Regions from separate parts of the Mus musculus genome. Here region 1 is linked to region 2. A link is a contact called in public HiChIP or PLAC-seq data. All regions are on one chromosome and are shown on one strand. The core of a region is the stretch at or near the end of the contact, and the rest is flanking DNA. Distances in the headings are between cores, read along the strand shown.

Region 1 (4,114 bases), core at 1,206-3,705, 38 kb after region 2:
CCTGGATAAACAGAGCTGGGTTCTGCCTCCCACTGCCGACCCAGCCTGGCGGGCGGAAGCTCCGGGCCTCAGGTTGGAGGCCCCGTGTCCTTTCCATCACTTTCCACTCTAATCCCCAGCCAGGCTGGTTGCTGTAGCAGTGACGAACTTCCTTGATAGGGGCACGGAACGCGGAAAGGAAGAGCTGGTTGTAGTAGGACTCCGTATAACCTCCCAGGTCACCTCTTTGAATCCCTGCTGGGTCCAAGGCCACTGCCCCCTCCATCTGCCTCCCGCCCCCATACCCTCATAGAGCCATCTGTCACTCTCACCCTCTGGCAGGCTCTGTGGTCTTATGACTCAGCACCCAGCCTGAGCTGCGCTGTGGGTGGCACTGTTCCACTCTGGAACAGCATGGGAGGAGGGTTGGGAAGGGGCTTGATCTGGGAGTGGGCAAGGGAGAAGACACCTACAGACCCCAGATGGCCTTTGCCAGAGCACCAGGCCCTGACAGAACTGTCTTCACCCAGTTCTAAGCCAACCAACTCTCCAGCAGAGGTGTAGCCTCAAATGACAGAGCCTAACCGAGGACACCCAGTTCTTTTTCCTTTCTTTCTTTCGTTCGTTCGCTCGTTCATTCCTTTGTTTCTTTCTTTGTTTTTGTTGAGACAGGGCTTCTCTGTATAGCCCTGGCTGTCCTGGAACTCACTCTGTAGACCAGGCTGGCCTCGAACTCAAAAATCTACCTGCCTCTGCCTCCCAAGTGCTGGGATTAAAGGGGTGCGCCACCACCGCCCGGCTGACACCCAGTTCTTAACCTCTCTACCCCAGCCAGCCTCTGCCAGGCCCAGCCTCCAGCCTAGATGGTGTGTTTCTCCCCTCCTTCAATTCGTGTTGCTTCCTGTGTCTGTCTCAGCTCCTGAGGCGTAGTCAGTAGCTTTTTTTGGAGGGGGTGGCTCGCTGTGTAGCTCTGGCTGGCCTTGAACTTACAGAGATCTACCTGCCTCTGCCTACCAAGTGCTGGGATTAAAGGTGTGCACCACACCTCCCAGTGCACCCATACATTTTTTTTTAGTGGGACATAGAGATTGCCACATGGCCTCTCTGCAGATTCTAGGAGAAAAGCCACACCACCCCCACCCCACCACGCCCATCTCCAGTCAAAGGATTAGAGAGAATGTGGAGGCTGCGCACATGCGGGTCAGGAAAAGAAGAGAACAAAGGTTAAGACTGCCAACACTACCAGTCTGGTCCCCCAGCCTGGCATCTTGGAGAAGTGGCTCCAAGTCTGTCCTGAATCAGATGCTTCTCCCAGGGTATTTGACTTTCCAGAAAACAAACAAACAAACAAAACCCACAGGCTGGGACTGTCCTGCAGTTTGGACCCTGGGAAGTCAGGCCAGGCCCCAAATCCAGGGTGAGGACAGTCCGTGCCAAGGACAGCCCCATTCAGTTCCTGCTAAGTCCTTCTCTAGAGCTGAGGCCTCGCAAGCTGGGTAGAGATCCAGTCATGCCAAGGCCTGGCTACAGAGCAGTTTGAGATCAGGCCTGGTTCTGTCCTCTCCTGGGTGGTCCTTATAGATTCCTTCACAGGCCTTAGTGGTCCTATTTCTTCCTAACCCCATTGTCCCCAAACCAACCCACAGCACCAACTCTTTTCTTCGTGGTTGTTTATTTCTGGTAACCACAAGGAAACAAGGCAGAGATAACCAAAATAATAAATCCTGGGAAGGTCTTAAGAGCCTCAAAATTGTGGCAGAAAAATTAGACTCTGCATCCAAGCCCTGTTAGCTGACAGTGAGGTCTTGGGGGGATCTCTCCCTGGACCCAGGTTCCTCAACCAGAAGAACGTGCCAAGAGCAGTTGCCCGAGCTGGGCAAGCCAGCACATACCTACAGTCTCAGCTAGCTGGGAAGCTGAGCTGAGAGGATTGCTTGAGCCCAGGGGTTCAAGACCACCTTAGTAACATAGCTAGACCTCGTCACGGGCAGGGAAGAGGGAGAAGGTGGGGAAATGGAAACCTGGGGGATTGCATTAGAAGGTAAATAAGTCAGAGAAGGCAGTCTGAGGCAGTCTGGTTTGTTTGGAAATGGACACAGCCCATTCATCCCCTCTATGCCATGATCATGATGAGCGTCCATTTCTGTCCTCTGGGTGCACACAGTGAGTTTGGGCACAGGGGTGAGGATTCCGCCTGTAACTACTTCCCTGATGCCCATCTCCTCTGGTCCAGTCTTTCAGCTTTTCTCCGAGACGGTCATCTCTCCCAAAAACATCCCTTCCCCTCCCCTCTTCTCTATCTCCCCTGCCCTTCCAGGCACTAGGCTATTCTCCTGGCCAAACCTCTCTCTAGAGAGAGTCTCTCTCAAGAACATGTGTTGCTTCCCAGAACCGGAAGGTGGGCAGGAGACAGCCCCCGCTGGGTGTGCTTCTGCACAATTTGGAACAACAGACTTCTAGCAAAGCTGCTGTTGCTACCCACAGCTTGCCCTGCTTCCCAGCTGCAGAGCACGTGGCTTCTCCCCAGAGGCACACAAGTAAACAGCAGAGAGTCTGCCAACGTGGAGCACCTGCTGAGTGCTCCACACGGGGTTACCACCCTGGCAGTGGCCCTCTCCAGGCACAGGTCAGGCACAGGAGCGATGAACACCAGGAATGCCCCCGTGCCTCCAAGACTGACGGTCTGTAGGAAGCGGTCAGAGCCCAAGTCAGCCAAGCAACTATTGAAGGTGACAGCTACCATGAAGAAAATAAGTCTGGGCAGTGGGGGTGGGGTGGAGTGGCAGCTGGGTTTAGGGGAGGGGCATCCTCTGTACCAGTGTAGCCAAGGAAGCCTCTCTGAAAAGGAGACATTTGGTGGAGAACTGAATGGTGAGGTACAGTTATGAGAGGAACCAGGAAGATCCAATCGACTACTAGGAATAAGGAATGTAGACACTTTGGGGCAGGAAAAGGGCAAAGATGGTTGGAGCAGAGACATGTTAGGCAGTGGGGTAATAACAGAGAAGTGGGTCAGGGCCCACCATGCATCTTTGTCATAGTAATGGGCTTGTTTTTTATTGTAAAAGCTATGATCTATGAGGTAGAATTTAACTTTTCCTTCCTCCCTCCCTCCCTCCCTCCCTCCCTCCCTCCCTCCCTCCCTCCCTCCCTTCCTTCCTTCCTTCCTTCCTTCCTTCCTAATAGTTGCTCATGCAGTCCAGGCTGTCTTCTAACTCCTAAAGGTGACTTTGGATTCTTGATCCTCCTGTCTTCACCTCTCAAGCAAGCCTTGATATTACAGGTATTCCCCACCTGAATTGCCTTTCTTAAGTAGCCCAGGCTAGCCTCAGACCTGAAGGTGAGCCTGCCTCCATCTCTCCAGTTCTAGGATCATAGGTATATAGGCACAGCAATGCCCAGTTTAGTCAGGACGTAAGCACTGAACCTTACTACTTAGGGTTTGGACAGCTCACTCTGGCAGCCATGTGAAGAACAAATGTTTGTTAGGATGCGTCTGTGGCCTGGCTACCTCATGGGCTGTGGAGACAGAGGAAGGCAAAGGCAGAGACGATGTATGAAAACACTGCAGACACAGAACAGGCCTGAAGAAACAGGCAGCACACTAGGGAGCCTGAGGAGGGCTGCTGGAGGCTACAAGTGACCATACAGGGTTTGGGTGACTGGCTTTCCTTACAGACGACGCATGGGTCTTTTGGAGGCACACATACGGGCAAGATCTGTGCTTACACATCCTTCGTTGGTTCCCAAAAGTGTGTGGCAGATTTCCATTCTTCATAGGTCACGGTCAGAGCCGATATCTGCATCACACGAATGTTCTAGAAATACACAGGGAGTGGTCAGGACAGAAATAACTTATCTGCCCCTCCTTCCTTTTTAAAAATATTGGTCTGTTTGTGAGACAGAGTCTCCATAACATAGCTAAGCTGGCCCTGAACTCTCTATCCTCTGGCCTCCACCTCATGGAAATTGATATTACAGGCACACTCCAGGACACCAAGCCAGCTTACCCTCTTTTTCCATTTCTAAATTTTGTTAACATTGCATATATCCGCATGATAAGAGTTTAAGTGTACTAGGACACACTGCTTAAAACCCTCTTTCCACCTCTGTGTCCCCTCCCTGGAAAACATTC
Region 2 (3,512 bases), core at 58-2,557:
CAGCCTAGAGACAAAGGTGAAGAAATGTGGAAGGTTTTGTTAGAAGGCAGTACTAAGACTTACTGGATGACATCGTCATCATCACGGCCACCACCACCACCATCATCATCATCACCTTCATCAACACCATCATCATCATTGTGTGTGTCAGAGAGGAGTATGTGCACACATGCAGTGGCTCTAGGTCTGTGTAGCGTAGAGGACCAACTTTTGAGAGTCCATCCATCCTAGACTCTAGAGATAGAACTCAAGCTATCAAATGTAAGAGGTAAGTGCCTTGACTTGCCCAGCCATCCCTCAGCCTCTACATGGGTTTCTTTAGTCTTCCATAGTTGTTTTTCTGTTTCTGGAATGTATACATAGATACCAGGCCCAGCCTAAAATTAAATTAATTTTTTGAAAAAAATAAATAAGTAGAGATAGATATAATCCTAGCCCTCGAGTGATGGGGTAGGAGGACCTTGAGTTCAAGGTTAGGTGGGCTCATATCAAGAACAAGTCTCTCTCTCTCTCTCTCTCTCTCTCTCTCTCTCTCTACACACACACACACACACACACACACACACACACACACACACACAGGTCTGGGCATGTGGTTTAGTTTAGTGGCAAATCATTGTACCATATCTTAGATTTGACCCCTATGTACAGAAAAGACAAATAGGGAGAAGGAGGAGAAATGAGAGACCAGAGGGAATTGCTGTGTTCAAGGTCACATAGCAAGAAATGGCAGAGTTAGGAGCATACATTAGGTCTCTCGTGTTCCTCATTGCCTCGTGTAATTATGCCAACCTAACTGGACAGATGCCAGAGATGAGGCTCTGTTCTCAAGGAGCTGCCTTGATTCTCAGCTTCCAGTGAGCCTCAGAGAAGTACCTGGTACCTTAAGACTGCTGCTTTCTGAAGAGCACAGGGCAAGGAGAAGGGGGTATGTGGAATTCCCTAGAGTACAGAACAGCCCAGCGCAGGATCAGAGAGGCAGCTGCCCTCCTCAGTCCACAGTGTATGTGGGTGGGTGGGAGTCAGGGAAGGAGGTCAGAGGCCAAGGGAGCCCTCAGGATGGGCAACACACAGCCTGCTTTTTCCCCCGGACCAGTCAGATCTGTACATACACATGGACACCCCCCCCCCCCCCCACACACACACATACACACATACACACTCTGAGACATGCTCCCTTATGCCGCTCTTTAAAACCTGCAAGGAAGCTGTCACTGAGATGGTGCACCGTTCAGCTCTAGGTTGGCAGAAGCAGAAATCTCACGGCTTTGGAACTGTTGGCTTGTGGGAAGAGAGCATGAGAAAGTCAGCTGGCCCAGGAAGTTGTGAAATGCAAGCAACGGTTCTGTTATCAGCCCCTTCCTGTTGTTGTGGCACCTAGGGGAAATCAGGGCCCTTGAGCACCCCACTTCCTCTTACTAGAGGAACTCCTTGGGCCTGCTGAGTCACCTGCTGGGGGAAACACACCTATTTTCAGCCTGAGGTAAATGAACTGACCCATCACCGAGACCACATTTCCATGAGTTTTTTCATCCTGGCTGGTGAGACTGGATAACAGAGGCTCGCCTCCCTGACCCAAGATACCTTCCCTCTTCTCATTTCCTTTCTCAGAGTAGCTTTCTTTGCAAGAAAAACCCTCACATGACCACAGGAAGAGTGTGACGGGGCAACCATGGGTACAATTCTAAGGTGGGGCTGCAGCAAGGGCACCCCACTCCTTGGAGATGACTTTGTCATGAGAATGACTCAATGGCTGAGCATTGCTCTGATAAGTTTATTATTATTATTTGTCATTTTCCTACAGACTCTAAGCCTCCTCATGCCTGGGTAGACCATTTGTATGACCCTGCTGTTGGAGGACATCATTGTTTAAGAGCTAAGACCATAGTAGCCCTGGAGCCCAGTAGCCTGGTTAAAGGTAGGCTTGATCATAGAGTGATGGACTTGGGCCAGACCCCTAATTCCTCTAAGACATGACCTCCTAGCTTCTGGGCTGCTTCCCAGGTCTTCGAGGCAGGGCAGCTGATTCCTAGGATGTCAAAGCAGGAGGGACATCTACATGTCATGTTTAACCCAAACCACACACATACTTTATTGATAGGAAAATAGAAATGGAGGAAGGATCAGGGATTCACCTGGACCCGATGCTCAAATATCCCTCCAGGGCATCTTTTGGCCAGAACTACCTCTTAGGTAAAAACCAATAAACAGTACATGCCAGTGAGAAGGTTTCTATTGGTCAGAACAATTTCCTTTTGTACCTCAGTACCTGGAAGTCAGCACAGCAGAACTGTATTTTGAAGAGAGGGGGTTGGGGACCCTTTGCACCCATTGTCCCCAAAGATTTGCAGAATATAAAGAGAGAACCCTTGTGCAGCTATGAAGCACAAGTTCGGTCGATGTGAAGCATGGAATCTGTAAGTTGATGATAAGTCATTAGTATAGGCCACCCTCCATGTCTGTGTGTTCTGGATCACGGTATTCAACCAGACACAGACTGAAATCACTCGGGAAACAGATTACATCTGCAATAAAGGTGGGAAATAGATCACATCATCTGCAACAAAGATATGCTGTTCTCCTCATCCTTACTCCCCAAACAACACATTTGACAAGTATATATGTTATGATTTGAATACAAAATATCCCCTTCCCAAGAAGGCTGATTTGTTAAACATTTCCATCTGATGGCCCAGTTTTGAGAAATGGAAATTTCAAAAGATGAGGCCTAGTAAGAGACATATGTCACTGGGGTCATGTGATTCCTGTCCATCATGAGGTAAAGAAACTTCTCCATCATGAGGTAAAGAAACTTCTCTGTCATGTATTTCTGCTGTCGTGATGCTCTGCATGTGTGTGGGGGACTAAGAAACCACAGACTCCTGAAAGCCATAAACCAAATTAAATCTTTCCTCCCTTAAATTGCTGTCCAGGTGGTTTTGTAATAATATGCTAAAAGTAGAAAATTAGTACCAGGAGTGGGGTTGTTGCTGTTACTAATCTAGGACAGGTGGTACTTAAGCTTTTGGAATTAGTTTGTTTAAGAGATGTAGCAGCATTTGGAGAAGCATGCTAGAGAAAGTCTAGAATGCTTTAATTCAGAGCCCAGAGCAATTCCAGCAGAAGCTCAGAGTTGTGAGTGCTGTTGGAAATGTAGACAATGAAGAGTTTTATACTCATTGTTCAGGCAGAAATGAAGATTGCATTGGGAACAGAACTAGAGGCCATTCATGTTACATTTTGGCAAGGAATTATAGAAAAGATGGCTTGAGGGCATCTCAGAAATTTCTCAGATCACACCCAGGCAGATCTCTGAGTTCAAACCTAGCTTAGTCTACATAGCAGGTTCCAGGACAGCCAGTGTTACACAGAAAGACAGAGAGAGGGGGGGAGGGAGAGAGAGAGAGAGACTTTAAGAAAGAGAGAGAAAGAGACTTTAAGAAAGACTGACATGTCAAGAGAACTTTTACATATAGGGATGCCTAGGGACTGTAGGAGTGGAGTTACTGAAA

The links. HiChIP or PLAC-seq counts read pairs in DNA pulled down with a chosen protein or histone mark.
Region 1: an H3K27ac HiChIP or PLAC-seq map of double positive thymocytes shows a contact between it and region 2, with 12 read pairs. The contact joins the enhancer-like site here to the promoter of Mirt1 in region 2. A contact is called at or near these places in 1 of 15 datasets of contacts at CTCF or cohesin (the NIH/3T3 cell line), 22 of 484 Hi-C or Micro-C datasets (CD4 T cells, CD8 T cells, CD8 central memory T cells and 16 more) and 10 of 115 datasets of contacts at active chromatin or transcription factors (CD8 T cells, the HPC-7 cell line, bone marrow-derived dendritic cells and 7 more).

The regions. Positions count from the first base shown.
Region 1 is chr19:53,500,581-53,504,694 of GRCm38.p6, forward strand. No RefSeq gene overlaps it. Among named protein-coding and RNA genes, the nearest start is that of Gm30826, 10 kb to the left of the region's middle. Within about 2 kb of position 2,456, at least 56 of the 459 cell types and tissues checked have an H3K27ac peak or open chromatin away from gene starts, as enhancers often do. A contact at or near this core is called in CD8 T cells, cerebellum, cerebral cortex and 3 more, where this site is marked.
Region 2 is chr19:53,463,489-53,467,000 of GRCm38.p6, forward strand. Mirt1 (myocardial infarction associated transcript 1) reads right to left here and starts at 1,308. Exons shown (of 10, transcript NR_028427.1): 1 at 1,198-1,308; 2 at 1-4.